2 separate regions of the Rattus norvegicus genome follow, and region 2 is linked to region 1. The links are chromatin contacts, called in public Hi-C maps. All regions are on one chromosome and are shown on one strand. The core of a region is the stretch at or near the end of the contact, and the rest is flanking DNA. Distances in the headings are between cores, read along the strand shown.

The links. A called contact is a pair of places that touch in the nucleus more often than the background predicts.
Region 2: a Hi-C map of liver shows a contact between it and region 1, with 2.2 times the contacts expected there. The contact joins the enhancer-like site here to the promoter of Fchsd2 in region 1. A contact is called at or near these places in 9 of 12 Hi-C or Micro-C datasets (the A7r5 cell line, the Rat2 cell line, Schwann cells and 4 more) and 1 of 1 datasets of contacts at active chromatin or transcription factors (oligodendrocytes).

The regions. Positions count from the first base shown.
Region 1 is chr1:164,869,141-164,872,455 of GRCr8, reverse strand. Fchsd2 (FCH and double SH3 domains 2) reads right to left here and starts at 1,616. Exons shown (of 20, transcript NM_001395742.1): 1 at 1,141-1,616. The coding sequence starts at 1,161. LOC120097346 (a long non-coding RNA gene) reads left to right here and starts at 2,019. Exons shown (of 5, transcript XR_005494596.2): 1 at 2,019-3,315.
Region 2 is chr1:165,027,936-165,031,250 of GRCr8, reverse strand. The region is part of intron 8 of Fchsd2 (FCH and double SH3 domains 2); the gene reads right to left. Among named protein-coding and RNA genes, the nearest start is that of Atg16l2, 86 kb to the left of the region's middle. Within about 2 kb of position 1,845, at least 13 of the 93 cell types and tissues checked have an H3K27ac peak or open chromatin away from gene starts, as enhancers often do. A contact at or near this core is called in liver, where this site is marked.

The DNA of each region.
Region 1 (3,315 bases), core at 367-2,866:
GGCCGGGTGGCAGCCCACTTCAAACAGAGAGGACCGCCAAAGCCAGCTGGCTGGAGCCATCCTGGCCAGGCCGGACCCTAGGATTGCAATTGGTTTGTGAGCCTGGTGGATTCCTGACCACCAAAGCAAAGCTACATGGAGACCTGGGGTACACGTGCAGGGGGAAGGGGGAGGATCAGTAACTAGAAAAAAAAATCAGATTAAGAAAGGAAAAGAAAAGGAAACATAGATGAGTTACTCATAAGGCAAATGTTTGCCCACAAGGGAAGGATTTAACTGTCTCTACCCACTGTTCAGAGTAGATACCTAGTATCCATCTGAAAGATTTAAAGAGACAGGACACTGCCTTAGCAGTGCGGAAAGGTGTAGAAGGGAGCAGCTGGGAAGCTGCTGACAAGCCCCAGAGCACCTTCACTGCCACCTAGGCCATCTAAACCCCAACCGTAGGGCTCAAGCCACATCGCCAGGTTCTGGCTTTCCTACTGGGAGCTCTGCTGTTTCCCTGGCCTCCTAGCCCGAGGCGGGGCAAGAGGGATGGGGGGGGGGGGGGGTTAGCAGGACCCGTCAATCCTTAATTTGCTTTCCCTTGGGGTGGGAGGGCGGAGACCGTTCCAACTTCTTTTCCGCAGCCCCGTGGGAAAAAAGACAGGCCAAATCTTGGGGCTAGACTTGAAACAAATCCCCCCGCGAATTTGCCAATGGGTGGAGTGTCGACAAGCGACTGGAGGGCTCGAACCTGGCGCAGACTAAACAATCCGTCACGCACAAGGCTCTGCAAATCTGCAGGGGCTCCCCCGCCTCTCCTCGGTGCAGCTCTGAGAATGCACTTTGCTCTGGGCAGCACTGCCATGCAGACAGACACACACTTGCATGCCCGAAAAAAACTCTAGCGAATGTCTAGGGGGGAGGGAGGTGTCTTCCCTAGTACAGAGAAGCACTGGCCGCCCCTCCGTCAGAAAGACACCCCACACACGCGACCCCCTGCCTGGAGCGGGCGGCAACTCTGACAAGCCAAGAGGCTAGAGTGGTCTTGGCCCCTTGCGGGAAGGGGGAGGGGGCGCAGCGGTCGCCCCAGCCGCGTTCTTTGTACGCACCACCACCCCCCAAATCTCCAAAGCCCACCGCCAGCTGCGCCCTTACCTTCCTCGGCGGCGGCTGCATGATGCTGAAGGGACATCAATCCTCCGCCCACCCCCGACGGCGGCGTTTAAAAGACTGTGAGGGTGAGGAGGGTTGGAGAAAAGGGGGCGGCCCAGCAAGCTGCAGGGCGCGCGCGTGTGCGTGTGTGAAAGGAGAGCCTGAGAAGGAGAAGGAAGAGGAATCAATCGGCCCAGAGGCTGCGAGGCAGGCGAGCGGCAGGAGCACCCGGGTCGCAGCAGCGAGTGTGGAGAGAAGGAGGAGCGCGGGGAAGGCCTGGGGCCCGGGCGGCCCGGGGGGTGTGTGAGGAAAGGAGGCGGAGACGGCCAGGGGGCGGGGGCCGCGAGCAGGGGCGCTGGGGGGCTCGCCGCTTGCCCGGCGGCTGAGGAGGAGCGGCCGCGTCGTCCGCGCTCGCCGCCTGCCGCGGCCCGGCTGCAGCTGGCTGACGCGGCGGCCCCCCACCCACTCTGGCAGCCCGGCCCTCGCGGTGCCCAACGCCCCCGCCCGGCCCGGGAAGGAGGAAGGCGGCGCCGCGCTCCCCGCTAGAGCTCCGCCAACCACTCAGGCCGCGGGAATTTCCGGCCCCGGCGCGGGCCACAGCGCCCCGCTCCGGCTGCAGAGGGATGTGCTTCGGGCCACCGCCTGCTTCAGGATGGGAGGGGGGAGCCAGGCCGCGCTACGGGGCTCCAGATCTCGGTGTGAGAAAGGGGGAAGCTTAATGGATTTTTCGGTAGAGAGGAAGGGTGGGAACGGGAACGGGACTCGAGAAATACCCTAGTTCCCTCAGACGATGGAACGTTCCAGACGCTTCCCTTCCTCCCTCCCCCAACACCGAGAAGGCAGCTGGGGGCTTCCCGCGCGCCTTCCCGCCAGCCTGCTGGGGCGCGCGACTCCTCCCGGGAGCGCGCACGTGGGAGGGAGAGGGCTCTGCTCCGACGCACGCGCACAGGCCGCCCCCGCCTCCTGCATGCATCTGCAGCTGCACAGTTTGTGTGGGAATTGGCATGAGTAGAGGGGGGCTAGGCTCATAGTGGGATTGTTTGCGATAAGGAAGGAGGTAGCTAAGAGAATTCGGGATTTTTGCTTCCTCTCAATCCCTCAGTTGTACCCTCCCTCCTAGTCAGCTAAATGTGCACTGAGATTTTAGCCTGAATAAGTCCTTTTACAACTGACCGCAGGTGCCAGACCTATGCCATTGGAGGAGGGCAGGTGAAAATAACCTAAAATCGCCAGGCAAAGGAACGAATGGCCCTCTATTCCAGAGTACTTAGCCAGACATCGTGGAGTCGACTGGGGGAAAAAAATGAAAATCTCTTGAGTCGGCAACTCCCATATCACAGATAGGAAGGCTAGTGTCCTCAGAGAATTGGAGACGCCCTCAAGGTCACATGGCATGACTAGAATCCTTGAGTCAGGAAGGGTTATTTGGGATATAAGAAACAAGCAAGGGCTGTGTGTGAGGAGGGGTATGTTGCGAGGTGTTAGGGTGCATACCTAGCAGCCAGGGAGGCCCTGGGTTCATCACTAGCATGGCAGAGGAAAGAAGGAATAGGTGGAGATTTAAGAAGCATAGAGAGACAGCAAGGGCCACGGAGGAAACCTCTGAAGGAAGTCGTTGTCTGGAAAGGAGGACTTCTAGGTCAACCCGCTTTGACTGTCCTGAACTAGTTGGATGAACTCAACCTCATCTGACAGTGACAATGCTCATTCTCAGCAGGGTCCCATCAGGTACCTTCTTGCTCTGTCCAGACCACCCGAGGAGTACCAGGCTCCTTCTGGGTTGCTTGGAATAGTGGAAAACCCTCTTCCTCATTCTTCAGCACTAGCTTTGAGCCACAGATCCATACACAGCCACAGTATGGACTGGATCTCCCCCTCCCCCACTTAATTCAGAACTTGAAGTCCCAGATAGCTGTTCTCAGTTTGCACTCAGTTCCGGCAAAAAAGGAAGGTCAATGAAACGAGACTAGACCAACATGTCTCACCAGATAACCTACCGACTCCGTGACCAGAAGGTGGACTTGGACCCAACTGTTTTACATCGAGTTAACCCTCATTCTAACAGCGGAGTCAGAGTTGAGAGCTGTGTATAAACTAGAAAGCCTTCTCTACTATTTCTGGTTTCCTTGAAGCCATTTGCCACCTGTGTCCTCATTCAGATCCAGGAAGGCCTGGGGC
Region 2 (3,315 bases), core at 596-3,095, 160 kb before region 1:
ATCAACAAGTGCTCTTAACTGCTGAACCAACTCTTCAGCCCCTTAATACAAATATCTAGGAAAAGACTCCTGTAATACGTAAATTGAGAAACCATAGGCCTTAAGTCAGCACATGTGAATGGCCAACAGCATTTTAAAAAAACACTGAATTTGAACGTCTTTAAGTGGCCATGTTTCTTTGCAGTTAGCTACAGGCTAAATGGAAATGTTTTTCTACATATTATTTCTGGTTTCTTTACTCATTCTATTTGCACAGTCCCTAACATCTATTGAATATGGAATACAAGTTCATTAGGGCAAGTACTCAAATTGGAAGGAGAAGAGGGGGGCATCATAAAGACAAATTCAGAAACGTGGAATTCTAGTGTCCTCTACTCAACATCAACTTTACAGGAAAAGTATAAATTTCCTGGAACTTGCTCAAAGAGGAAAATTATGATGAGCTAGGAATTAGGAGAAAAAAAAAAACATGCGATTTTTCTAAGTATTTGATGTAATTTCCCCTTAAGAGAGAACTTTAAACAGTGGCCTCCTTATTTAGATTCAGGAAGGTCAGATTCTGTACTCAGCATTATGCTGAGATCTTCCTTCAAGCAGACTAGAAAAACAAGCTCTTCTTTTTCTGAGACCAGTGGGTATTTCTAAAATAGTGCTGGGCAAAAGTCAAGGAAATAAATATCAAGATGATAAATGTGAGCTGGCTTAAAATTAAATCATGGAATCCTTCAGTCCTCCTCTGCTGATACTGGAAGAAAAACACTGGTCGCCAACTTGCTTTTGTTTATTTTTTCAGAAGTCCCCAAATTGTAAGAGTAAATAACAAAATAACATTTTATAAATCTAAAAAAATAAAAGCAAGTTCTGGGCTGCATTTCTTAAGTGTAAATATCTTAACCCATGGCTGCATTTGTCGAGTGATATGAAATAAAATTAGGAATACCTTATCTAGTTTTATACTTGGTCATTTTACTTAAAAGCTCTGAGCTACTTTAGGTTCTGCGAAGAGGAAGCAAATAAGATAACTTTTCATCTGAATTACAAAGCAAAGCAAGGAAAAAGTCTAACACTGCTTTTTTAAAATTTGTGCTCTCTACTGAGTACCCATTGGCAGGAAGAGAAGTCAGGATGTGAGGTTTGCCCAACTACTATGGCCATCTGCAGTCTGTTGCAGTCCTGGAAAACATAGGCTGCAAGGCCACTGGAGCATGAGACAAGAGCAAGTCTCCTACCACACACACAAGCGTTAAAATCCCCGCTTCACCATGACTTAGCAATATCACTCTAGAAAACACTCACGCTTCCTGAACGTTCCAGATTGAATGAAGTCTAAAAGAATGCTACCCATAAAAAGATGGTTATTAAAATAATAAAACTGAACTATTTTAACCAGAAAACTTCAATGATTTCCCACTTACCATAGTAAAAGAACTGAGTGACAGACTTGGTTTCTGCGTCTGAGTCTGTCATGAGTTTGTGTAATGTAATTTTTCATTCTATTTCTCACCAAAAAACTGAAATAATAGCTTTCCATAGAATCTGTTAAGTCCTTTATGTGCTATTTTAATTACCTTATTTCTTTCACCATGTTTTTGTTAATGATGTTTGTAGCATGTGTCTGGAAGTTACAAGTAGCATTTTATTTCAAAACAATCTGGTTTGGATTAATACAGCACAATACTAGCAGCATTTGAAAATGGAGCAATGTTGCTCCATTTTCTTCCCCTTTCTGGTTATTACTACTGTGCAAAGCATGTCTACATTTAAGTCATCACAATGCTTTATAACTGCTTATGCAGTGACTTCTCTCTCTCTCCCTCAGGTTTCACGTGGTCAAGGCTGGTCTTGAGCTTCTTATGCAACTTAAATTTCTTTCCTTTTTCCTGCCCTGAGTCAACGTCTCTCTATGTAGTCCTGGTTGTTTTGAAACTTGCGATGTAGAGTAGGCTAGCCTCCAACTCACTAGGACCTGGGTGCCTTTGTCTCCTGAGGGCTAGAATTAAAGGTCTGTGCCACCAGGCCAGGCCGTGGACTTGAATTCTTAATTCTCCTGCCTCCACCTCTCAAGTGCTAGGGTAAGAGACATATACTTCTGCACCAAACCTTATGCATTGTCTTTGAAAGCAGACCAGTATTAACCACTTATTCTTGCACAGGATAATTGCAACATATTTACCTCTAAGTTCACAGACTCTTACTAGCTCAGTTTTGTTGCCAAATCCTCTCAGTATTTATCTGTTTGGGTAGTGCTGAGGGATACAACCTAACACTTTAACACATTAGAGAAATGCTCTACTGCTAAGCTAAACTCCAGCTCAGTTACTTTATTTTTTTTTCTTTCTCAAGACAGGATTCTACTGTGTGGGCCTGGCTGTCTGGGAACTTACTCATTAGACTAGGCTGGCCTTAAACTCAAAGATGTCCATGGGCCTCTGTCTCCCAGCTGATTATTTCACTTTTAACTTTTGATTCACCTTAATAATTCATTCTCCTTATTGATATTTTTTAAAAATTTGGTGAACCTTAATTTTATATTCTCCTTCTGCTCTTTAGACATAATTAATTTTAGTTTTCTGAACATGTTAGAATAAGCAATTTAAAATCAGTGTTCAAGTAGATTTCAAAAATAAAGTTCCCCGGGAACAGTTTTATACTTAAAAACATTTTCTCACCTGTCTGTCTATCTGTCCATCGTCCTTCCATTCACCTATCTATCATGAATGTGTAATAATGTACGTATGGAAGTCAGTAAGCAACTTTCTCCTCATGTGGGTTCTGAGGCCTGAGCTCAGATCAACTTGGCCGGAAGTACCCTTGCCAATTGAGCCATCTCAATGGCTCAACATTGTTTATTGACTCCTTTTTTCTTGTGCATGGACCACCTATTCTTGCTTTTTACAGGTCTCAAAACTAGTTAGTAATCAAAAGAGATGGAGGACACTTCCTACTCATCAAAGAAAAAAATACATCAAGAGGATGCCTCAGTTCTGAACATCTATGCCTCAAATACAAGGGTACCCACATTTGCAAAAGAAACATTAAAATAAGCTTACATGACACAATGAACGCCAATAGTGGGAGACTGCAATACCCTACTCTCACCAATCAACAGGTCATCCAGGCAATAACTAAACAGAGAAATAATGAAACTAAAATTTATAAGTCAGATGGACCTAACAGATATCTACAGAACCTTTCATCCAAACACAAAAGAATATACCTTCTTCTCAGCACCTCATGGAACCTTTTCCAAAATTGACCATATAATTGGTTACAAAGCAAGCCTCAACAGATACAAGAAATACTGCCTTGTATCTT